Regions from separate parts of the Danio rerio genome. Here region 1 is linked to region 2. The links are chromatin contacts, called in public Hi-C maps. All regions are on one chromosome and are shown on one strand. Each heading gives the region's core, a stretch centred on a gene start, on an enhancer-like site or on the middle of the called end of the contact. The rest is flanking DNA. Distances are from core to core; before and after follow the strand shown. Region 1 holds the start of zgc:154093. Region 2 holds the start of si:dkey-182i3.10.

The links. A called contact is a pair of places that touch in the nucleus more often than the background predicts.
Region 1: a contact with region 2 is called in a Hi-C map of an unstated tissue, with 4 times the contacts expected there. The contact joins the promoter of zgc:154093 here to the promoter of si:dkey-182i3.10 in region 2. A contact is called at or near these places in 3 of 18 Hi-C or Micro-C datasets (caudal fin, hematopoietic stem cells and an unstated tissue) and 2 of 4 datasets of contacts at active chromatin or transcription factors (caudal fin and gastrula embryo).

Annotation. Positions count from the first base shown.
Region 1 is chr15:26,164,792-26,170,784 of GRCz12tu, forward strand. zgc:154093 reads right to left here and starts at 1,714. Exons shown (of 2, transcript NM_001077731.1): 1 at 1,635-1,714.
Region 2 is chr15:25,997,407-26,002,936 of GRCz12tu, forward strand. si:dkey-182i3.10 reads left to right here and starts at 3,555. Exons shown (of 4, transcript XM_073923697.1): 1 at 3,555-3,794; 2 at 4,774-5,530. It overlaps si:dkey-182i3.8, which reads left to right. Exons shown (of 5, transcript NM_001423242.1): 5 at 365-2,440. The coding sequence ends at 1,806.

The DNA of each region.
Region 1 (5,993 bases), core at 464-2,963, 170 kb after region 2:
CAATAACTTATAATTATGGTTCACACATGAGTAGCCCAAATTTATTTTAAGGAAAAATATTTAATACAATTTTGAAAAGTAGCAAAAATCAAGAGAAACAAAAAATATATACAATTTTGTTGATGAAATTTTGTGGTTTGTCATTTTTTGCAATATTTTGCATGAATTTAAATGTATCATCTTTCCATTTCTAAAGATTTTCTGTGGCAAAAATATTATTTTAATAAATATATCTGTTTAATAAATCTGTTTTGTTCAAATGCACCAATATAAATTACCCATATTCACTGAGAATTGGATGAAAATATTTATTTTCGAAATGCAGTGTACTCAGTTATGCTGAGCGCTGTATATACATAAATGCAGTTAATTTTGCTTAAACATTTTTACCATGACTCACAAAAGGCAAAATTCATTCATTCATTTTCTTTTCGTCGTAGTCCCTTTATTAATGAGGGGTCGCCATCATTTGATGAATAAAATACATTCTAATGAATCACACTGTAGCAGCAAAATATTATTCAGCTGTGAGTGTATCTATAATAAGTGTATTTTATATCATATAAAATCATATGTTATGCTTGATGTTCTTCACAAAATGTATTCAGAAATGTGACACTTTAATTGCATTTAATACATTCTCTTTGTATGTAAAAACAACTTTTGTAAACTGCTTTTCCCAGCAGGCTGAATTTAATTATGCTGTTAATTATGCCATTGCTGGCAGAGGATGCATTAAAAACAAGCACAATTCTGTTATTGTTCCTCTATGAGAGGCATATGTTTCTTACCATTCGACTGTTCACAGTTTGTTGCTGAGATTTATTGGCAAGTGACGCAATTGTAAAAACATGCTTGTAAAAAGAAAGACAAAGATATAAACTGAATGTTTCAAAGATGTGTGTTCTTCTGTCAGACAACTAATGTTCATCTCTTATATGACACCAGTCCTCTTGACCTTCACAAAATCTCTTGGACCAGTTACACTAACACACTCCTATTATGTAATGCTTAAACACAGCTAGTCCTTGAGATCAGCCAATTCCCGGATTTCCCTAGTAAACCACATGGTGTCATTGCTTTAACACTGCTGAGACTTCAGTCTACACCCAACATTGTGTTTAAAAAAAACTAGTTATTTTATATACGTTTATTTATTAAATGCACAGTTTGGACTGTATTTGCTAGATGAGACAATAATTTAGATGAAGTTTAAATTTTTTTGCTTTTGACAGTCAATACCCTGACTTGTGTAATGCCAAAGCAATATGACAATTTAGTTATAGTACATGTTCAGAAACACAGTAAACAAGGTGTTCATAATGATCTATTAATATCTTTACTTAGTTTTTAAATTACATTTACAAAAATATTATCAAATTTCTATTTGAATCTAGTAGTTTTAGACTATAGTTTCTTAGTTCAATCATTTGAAATTAAATGAAAAGTCATTAAAGTGTTTCATATTTTAACAATAAAAGTAGCTAAGTTAATGGATTTTTCTATCGTACCACTGACAGTGTATCAGATTGAGACAAATTTAACTCAATTTGAGACAGTAGTAAATCTCGGTTTAACAAAGTGAGTCTTAAAACACAATATTTAACACTTCAGGTGAAAGTATTTGTACTTGCCTTTGATATCTGCGATGAAACCCTTGATTGTTCTTGTAGGTTATTCCTGGATGTAAGTGGATAAGCTGTTCTATCTGCGCGCTCTCGGAAGGGTTGTTATAAACCTCTTAAGCGCGCGCTGAAGCCGAGAGTGAAGAAGGGCAGGACGGGGGCGTGTGCGCGCATCATGCTAGTGAAAGAGGAAAAGAGGACGAACAAAGTGAGTTTCCACACATCGTGTGGCGATTGTCGTTTAAAAGTTGCATTAAAGTGCGCATTTATATAGGAACAGCCACAACGCGGTTTGTCCACACTTCCCCCCTCAGATATTCATTGTATTTAAAGAGACCGTTCACTCCAAAAAGCCCCAGGCTTTTTTTAGTGTCTGGTTGAACACAACAGGCATTATATATAGTTTAATGTCTAAACTGCTCATTTCCAAACAGTTGAAGTAGTCTGATCACCCACATAGACGTTATTAATGACATAGCCTACAAGTTCATATTTGAATTTTGCATATATACAATAGTTGCAGCTAGAAGGGCATCTGCTTCGTATATGCTGGAATAGTTGCCGGTTCATTCCGCTGATACATAAGGGACTAAGCCGAATGAAAATGATGGAATATGTAAAATGCCATATATTCAACATATATTTCCAAAAATTACAAAAAGGATCCGTTTTGTAGGCCTACATAAATGTTCAAATATATTGCATATAATGTCACTTATGTGTTATATACATGGTCAGAGTTGTTGGTACATTCAATTTTGTCCAAGCCTGTTTGATTAGTTTGCCTTTTTTAATGCTTCTGTTGAACCACAATTCGGGAGCAGTTTCTGATTTTCAGTAGTTCATTTTCAGTCATATTTGATTAATCATATACTTTAGTAATATTATATATTTTATATACTTTTAAAAGTGAAAAAATATACTTTTTTCACTTTGAAATAACTACAGTGACTGCTCAAGTTTTTCTTTTTTAGATTAAAGTGTGTACCAACATTTTTGTCTGGTCGGTATTTGAAATTCAAATGGTTGAAATGGTTGCCATTTTTGCAATCTTTGTAAATATATACTGAATATATAACTTCTGTTTTAAATAAATGAAATCCAAATATGAACTTGTATGTCATAAATGTCATTTGCATATATTTTCATTTATCAGATTTGTATATGGTCAGAGGTCAAATACAAGACTTTGAACACTGTGACAACTTTTATGATGTTTTTATGGTGTTTTGTTGTCTTTTTTATGCTTGACAGCTCAGTGTAACTATAGTCGAAAGAGTGCAGCACCAACATTCTGTTAAAAATTTCCCTTTTGGGTTTCAAACTAAAATTAGGTGTTCGTAATTTTGACAGAAGTTTCATTTAGTGATGAACTATGGCTGTTCAGATCCACATAGGATTGCAGATGCTTTTCTCCCAAGCTGATTCTGCATTGACTCATAGGATAGACGAGCCCTACCCTGTCTGTTTCATAAATAGTCTTAAAACTCAGCAAAACTGATTGCATAAGCACAGGAACAGAGTTGTAATATCCTGTTGTAACAACACCTGAATAGAGGTTGTCATTTATATTACTTTTTGTTGCATTAAATAGCTGCTAAACGAATGTTTTCATATGTTTATCCATTATTGCATAGCAAATACTAGTGTGTTTGCTTCAAAAGAGTTATCAATATTTGGTGGAATAACCGTAGTATTCAATCACACCAAATAAAAACTTTTTTTAAATTTTTTTTAGTTTGGAGAAAATGTGGTCAGATCATTATAGGATAAAATAAATATTAACATTTTACTCAAACCCATAAATCCAAGGAAACTGAGTATTGTCAACTGCTCTCCTACAATGACAGTGATAGTGCTGGGTAGTAACTCATTCATTCATTTTCTTTTCGGCTTAGTCCCTTTATTAATTTGAGGTCGCCACAGCGGAATGAACCGCCTGGGTAGTAACTGATTACATATAATTATGACGTAGTGAAATAATCCAATTCCAAAAATTAAGTACCTGTAATTAGATTATACCTTTTACAATGCTCATAATCATATTAAATTTTCTTATATTGGATTACATATATTTTTTATGAATTACATGATTACAGAATTGATTTATTTTATTTGAAAATGTTAGTCATATCTCATTTGCTTGAAAAGATTGATTAAATGTTCTTCTCAAAATTTAGATTTTTTTATCATTCTTAATGGTCTGTGAGGTGCTCTGAAATATGCATTTTTATTCTATGTTTGATGTATACTCAATCGAAAAAATGAAGAGAGAGCTGGTCATAATGTAGCTCCTCCTCCCCTTTTTAAAAACGGGCAATAACATTTTGTTTTATCACCGCTCTGCCAGTGAGAGGTTGAGCTGAAGTGCATAAAATAAAAAGCAAATGAGAAGCATGTTAAAGAGGGTGGGGCATGTCAGATATTATATATATATATTATATACTATACTATACTATATATATATATATATATATATATATATATATATATATAGAGAGAGAGAGAGAGAGAGAGAGAGAGAGAGAGAGAGAGAGAGAGAGAGAGAGAGATGATTTAATGAGAAACTGATGTATGAGGAGACATGAATAAAACCGTTGATCTATTTCGACGGAAGTGACAAACTACAAGCTTTACATGTTTATATCTTTATATCTTCTAAATGTGAATTTTGTCACAATTTTCTGGGACCTTTAAATTGTTATTTAACTAACATTAGTTTGGGTGTACTTATTTTTGGACTGTTCTCTTGAGGTATTTTGTTAGATTAGCTCTAGACTTGGCTTTGTTACTGATTAATGTAATGTTAATGCACAAATATAATATTGCATTCTCTAGCATAATATTGAAAATATACATTTAAAAGAAAGAATAATGAGGGGTCTACTCATTTATGCTGGGCATTGAATATAGTACTGACGGCAAAGTATATTACTTAATGGTGATTTAAAAAAAACTGTGTACAATACACATTTTCATTGTTTGAAAGGCCTTTGTAATGACAGAATGTTCCAGAAAGACTGATAAGTGAATGTGACGTTATCAGATTTAAACAGAGTTGAATTGTTTAAATACTGACTGCTGGATCATCAGTGCACATAAAGACATAAATGCAGACGTGAGCACTTATAAAGAGGTTCAAAACAGCAAAGAAAGCCCACTTATATTAAATGAATTTTCTCCAGATTGGAAACATTTGTTTAACACCGTCCACACAGTTTCAGTAAGAATGTGCTGGGCCAAGCTGATCTCAGACTATAAGTATGCACACAAGGCTTTTTTCAAACCATCCTTTAAAACAGGTCTCTGTTTTACTGCTCTGTGGGTTTAAGCTCCAGTTAATGTTCACATCAACGACTACCTCTGAAATTATTATCCGACTTCTAACATTCACAGCACCGACATTTATAATATGGAGCCAGATCAGTCTCAAAAATCATACATTTACAAAATATAATTCATACATCAACAATACATTTTACATTTACAAAATTCGATTCGTAAAATCAAAACATGATTAAAAATATGCAAAAAAAAGTTAAATTCAAAACACGAATTATAAATATGCAAATCCAATTAATTTGGCGAAATATTACTTATAAATTCACAAACTGTGTTGTATTTATGAATTGTGTTTTGAATTTACAAATTGGTGTGCATGTATGAATTCTATTTCATAAATGTATTATTTTTGAAACTGATCTAGCTCCATATTATAACTAACACGCATTCAACGTGTATATTTTTCACAGTCTCAGACATGTTTAAATAAGTCTTCCAAGTTTTTTTTGTAAATTTCACCTAAAGGTTTATAGTGATGACTCAAATGGCAAAACACTCTTCCATAATGTTTCATTTTCTGAGTGAAGACTTTCCTAATGATTTATTGACCTAGTATTTTCCCTTGCTCCTCTGACAGACAAAATATACTGGCAAAAATGCTTCTGTGACATTTTGAGTCTTCAATAAGGTCACATACATCCGTTACAACACCCAATTCACAGATTACTGCAGAAACCATGTGAGAATTAAGAGCGTCCTCCTACACATCATTTTTTGGAGGATCTAATGTCTGTTCTGGTTGAAATAATCACTTGAGGGTTCAGTTGCTGGTCATCTCTGACGCAGAGGGCCAGAAAGAACGCCCCGGGTCAACCGGCGGAGTCATCAATCCTTCAAAGATGTTACTGTTTGTATTGAATGAATGGGCAGTAAACGGGGAATGCTGAACGAGAGACCTATTTTGCAGGACAATTGACGGGCTGAGCGACCCTACCAGTGGGAATTCTGGGAATTTTGAGATATGACATGTGGTTTGCATTAGTGCTCGGAGTGTTTTCGCAGTGTTCAGGCCTGTCAGAAGGCATA
Region 2 (5,530 bases), core at 2,305-4,804:
AAAATGAATGCGGCTGGAAAGGTATGAGTGAAACCAGTCGAGGGGGTGTGAGAAACGCCAATGGAAAATAATCTGTTGAGATGGTTGGAATGAGATCTAGTGTCGAAGGCTGCACTCAGATCGAGAAGGATGAGCATAATGATTGATACACGATCAGCTGCCATGAGGAGCTCGCTTTAATAACTTGAATAATTTCTGAAAGTCATCCTGAAATCAAAAATGACTTTATTCACTGACTTGCTGTCGATTCTTTTGTAATATATATATATATTTTAATCTGTTGAACATTTCACCCATAATCAGCAGCAAATTAAGACTGATGTTGACTATGATGCATTTATTATTATTGTTATTACTTCATCAGCTGCTGAAGACCAGAGCTGGTCTGAAGATCAGGAGGGAGCATTGCAGACATCAACCAAACAACCCGAGGTTTCACACGGGAAGGACTCTTTTGAATGTGAGCAGTGCGGAAAAGCCTTTCCGAAGATGTTTTCTCTCGTCCAGCACAAACGTGTGCACTCAATCGTGAGGCCGCACGGCTGTGAAAAGTGCGGCAAGAAATTCACACTGCTGAGAGCACTAGAAACTCACCTCCGCAAACACTCGCAGAAGTTTGAGAAGAAGAAATTCCCCTGTGCCACCTGCGGAAAGAGCTTCAGAGATCTGGCAGCACACGAGCTAGTCCATGCGGAAGTCAAACCATTTACCTGTGAAACATGTGGACAGGGATTCACCATCAAAAGAAGTTTGTATATGCACCAAAGAGTCCACACGGGCGAAAAACCATATAGATGTGACACCTGCGGAAAGTGTTTCTCCCTGATCGGCACGTTAAACTATCACAAGAGGATTCATTCCAACGAAAGGCCCATAAAATGCAGCCATTGCAATAAGAGCTTCAAATACCATAAACTTTTGAAACACCACCTCCGCGTTCACACAGGCGAAAGACCGCACACGTGCGACATCTGCGGGAAAAGTTTCGCACTTTCTGGTACATTAAAGCGCCACATTCTTATTCACACCGGCGACAAGCCTTACGTCTGCGAGGTTTGCGGCAGAAGATTCAATCAGAGAAGCACTCTTAAAGGCCACATGCGTGTTCACGGTGAAAAACGGTTTATGTGTGAAATGTGTGGCAAAACCTTCCAGTATAATTACGTTCTGAGGAACCATATTTTAACACACAATCAAATCAATCCGGGTGAAAAGAGCAACGCTCAGCGCTGTGAGGTGTGCGGAAAGTTCCTCAGCTCCGCTTACGCATTGAAAGCTCACCTTCAGCTGCATTCGGACAACAGCAAACCGTTTGCCTGCACGTCATGTGACAGGAAGTACAGCAGCATTCATTCCCTCCGAATGCACGAACAGCTTCATACCGGTGAAAAACCGTTCAAGTGCGAGATCTGCGGTAAGGACTTTTCTCTGAGGGCTTCATATAAAACCCACATGTTTCTGCATTCAGGAGAAAGACCTCATAAATGCTTGCTGTGCGGTAAGAGATTCAAACTGTCGAGTTCGCTGAAGATGCACATGCGCACTCATACAGGAGAAAAGCCTCACAAGTGCGAGACGTGTGGGAAGGCGTTTCATTTATCAGCTAATTTGAAACGACACAGGCTTGTGCACACCGGGGAAAAGCCGTTTACTTGTGACATTTGTCTGAAGAGTTTCACGCAGCCCAATAATTTGAAGGCGCACATGCACATTCACACCGGGAAGAAGCCGTACACCTGCACAAAGTGCTGGAAAAGTTTTGCATATCAGAGAAATTATAAAGAGCACAAATGCGTTCCAGTTTGAGAGGTTTTACTTGATGCGTTTAAACTGAGCATGTAGGATTGTAATGACTTTACTGGTGAATTTCTGGATTGTTCGTGTTTATCGAATGTTATTAAAATTAAAATAGTTTTGCTTTTTTTTAAATGGGTGAGTGTATGGGTGTTTCCTAGTGCTGGGTTGCGGCAGGATTTACTGTGTAAAACATATGCAATGCATATGTGTGTTTTGGGGTGACATGGTGTCACTGTGTGTAGCACTGTCACCTCACGTGGAGAAGGTTGCTGGTTTGAGCCCCGGCTGGGCGGGTTGGTGTTTCTGTGGGGAGTTTGCATGTTCTCCCGGTTTTCCCGTTGGTTTCCTCCGGGTGCTCCAGTTTTCCCCGCAAGTCCAAAAACAAAATGTCTAGGTAAATTGGGTAGTTAAATTATCCATAGTGTGTGTATGTCCTGGTTCTTCAGGGGTTGAGTGTTGGGTTAATGACCCACCTTGATATAAATGGCCCTGGAATTAAGTATATGTGTGTTTAAATCTCGGATCTGAGACTAGAAGGCAATGTGTAGAATAAGTGTACTATAATAAACATAATTTAAGAAGCGCTTCACTTAAGGACATGAATTATAATGATCTGACTAAACACATAGATTTTTGTTTTTACATCATGAACATTGTGTATTTTTACTCTTTATAATATCTAAAATAAAAGTACTCAGAAAATATTAGATTATTTTTCCCATCGTATCAATATTCATACATTTTTGAAAGGCATCATATACACTACCTGACCAAAGTCATACATTCAGTATGGGGGCGTGCGAGAGATCTACAGAGTGGATGGTAACATCAACAGGCTGAGGTATCAAGACATTTGTGCTGCCCATTACATTTAAAAAAACAACAGGAGAGGACAAATTCTCCAGCAGGATAGCACTCTACTATCCACCACAGATACTTCAACCTCCACATCAAAGTTCCTGAAAGCAAAGAAGGTCAAGGTGCTCCAAGATTGGCCAGCCCAGTCAACAGATATGAAAATTATTGAGCATGTCTGGGGTAAGATGAAGGAGGAGGCATTGAAAATGAATCCAAAGAATCTTGATGAACTCTGAGAGTCCTGCAAGAACATTTTCTTTGTCATTTCAGATTACTTTATTAATCAGTTATTTGAGTCATTGCAGAGATGGATGCAGTCTTTCAAGCTCATGGGAGTCCTCCACAATATTATGTTTCCGCTGCACCATGACCTTGTATTCTATACATTATTACTGTTAAGTGACAAAACTTTTGCCTAGGCAAAGTCAAACCATACTGTATTAATTAAAAATCAAGGCATTATCATATTTTATTTAGAAAAATAAGTATAATGTAGAGGCCTTTGCCTTTTATATTAGCCACTTCTGATACCAAATGACCAACTAGATACAAACTAGAGGTCAAGTTTTTATTTGTTGTTCCTAAAACTTGGATAGGTGACAAGACTTTTGTCAGGTAGTGAAAATATATAATTCATTCAATAAAATAGATAAACGGAAATCTATACCCCTGATGTTATAATACATTATTTTAAATGTCTAATATGTTGAATAATATTAATTTATAAAAATATATTATTTAAATAGCATTAAAAATGTGCAAGAGACGATTTTTTATTTTATTACATTTACTTTAAATTTGAAGAACGAAGTAGATGAACAATGTGGACTTCCACAACAAATATATGCGTGCTTCGATGTTTCCGTCAAATACAAATGCACTCCAGTCCAGTGCGGGGCAGCAGTGAGTAAACGCACCTAAATCAACACAAGACGCCAAGAGAGCGTGCATGTAACGAAGATTGTATTGTTATTTTTGGAATTATGATAACATGAGCTACTGAAAACAACAGAATGATGTCCTCTCTGGAGTATGAGGTTGTCTCTGTTCTGGAGACACTTATACATTCAACAGTAAATGAAATGAGTACAATTCTGACGCAAACTACAGCAGACGAGTCTGTCAGCATGGAGTTTACAGTAAGTTAAGTCTACATAAAGTGTATATAATATGCGTTCATACATTTGCGACAATAAACACAACGTGTTTAATAAATGATATGCAAGTTGGACCAAATACAAGTATCTTTTTATTAAGCTGAACATTCATAATAATACTCTTATTAACACCAACTAGTAAAAAGCTGTCATGATTAGATATTATTCCAAGACTCAGGAAGATTCATTTTGCTGACATGCAGTCAGGGAACAATACAGAAGAAACACTGGAGGTTTCATTCTGGTCGTTCAAAGGGCAGTCCTTCGAGGGAAGTTAAGATACAGGCATATAAATAGATGTTTTAATCACTGTTCTAAACAGTTTGTTTGGTTAAATCCTATTGATCATATAATCATATCATTGTCAGCACAATGTTCCTGCAACTGTCATATTCCAACTATTCAACTCCCTGAAAACTACAGTTGAGCATGTGATTATATCAAGAAGCATATGCATTTATAACATTAACTTTGGGTTGCTTTAAAAGTATACATGTTTTAAAACAATATGAATAGAATATATGGATATGAATAAATTAATTTATCTAATAATAGCATAGTTTCTCAGTTTCTACACTGGTTGTACTGCATCAGTCATGCTTAACCATTCAAACCTCAGTAAAAAAAAAACTGTTCAAACCACGGCAGACATTTAAATGGTTTCCACTACACATTTTATTTAAACATTACAAATCCTGCAAGTTTAACCATTAAAACCAGTACATTTGAATGCTTTCTACTGTGTTTTGGAACCCAGGTAGACACTCCTTATCCATTAGGATTTGCAGGTTTTAAGATCCCACAAACGGAAGGCAAAGAATTACCAATTGAGACACAACTTATAATTTATAATTCACTATATATATATATATATATATATATATATATATATATATATATATATATATATATATATATATATATATATATATAAAATATAATATAATATAATTTCTATTAGGGATGCTCCAAGCAATTGGCCAGAGATTGGTATTGGCCGATTATCACATTTCTTGACTCGGTTGGTACTCATCAATCTAGACGATCTCATGAACCAAGCAGAGAAAGACACACATCAGCAGTGGTCAAACACATGAGGAGGTAAATGATGTGTCTGTTGCGCTCCCAAAACAGCAGGTAAAATATGTACAGATTTATTTGTAATTTATAGGCCTACTTACTTTTATTAAAGAAGTATTGGATGTTGGCGCCAATAGCCTTGTGGTAGTGTGCGTTGACATATAGCACTAACATGGTCACGGTAACCCGAGTTCGATTCCCAGCTCGAGGTTCTTTGTCGTTCCTTCCCCTCTTTCTGTTCCCAATGCTTTCCTGTCAAAAAATCTCTACTGTCCTATCATAATAATAGGCTTTTTATGCATCAAATATGCACTACAAATTTTCTTATTGATTGAGACATGCTGAATTGTTCCTGCATCGTTTGCAGTGTCTCCAAATCACATTATCAGTCATTTTTCTTACCATTTTAAAAATCTGTTTTGTCCATTATTTTCTGTAAATCTGCTTCTGACCATTACACGTTCACACTAGATCATAGGTGTCAAACAAAGTTCCTGGAGGGCCTTAGCTTTGCCCAGTTTAGCTTTAACCCTAATTAAACACACCTAATCAAACTAATTGAGTCCTTCTGTGTTGTTTGACACCTACATGTAAGCGTGTTGAAGTAGGGTTGGAACTAGAATGTGCAGGGCTCACTG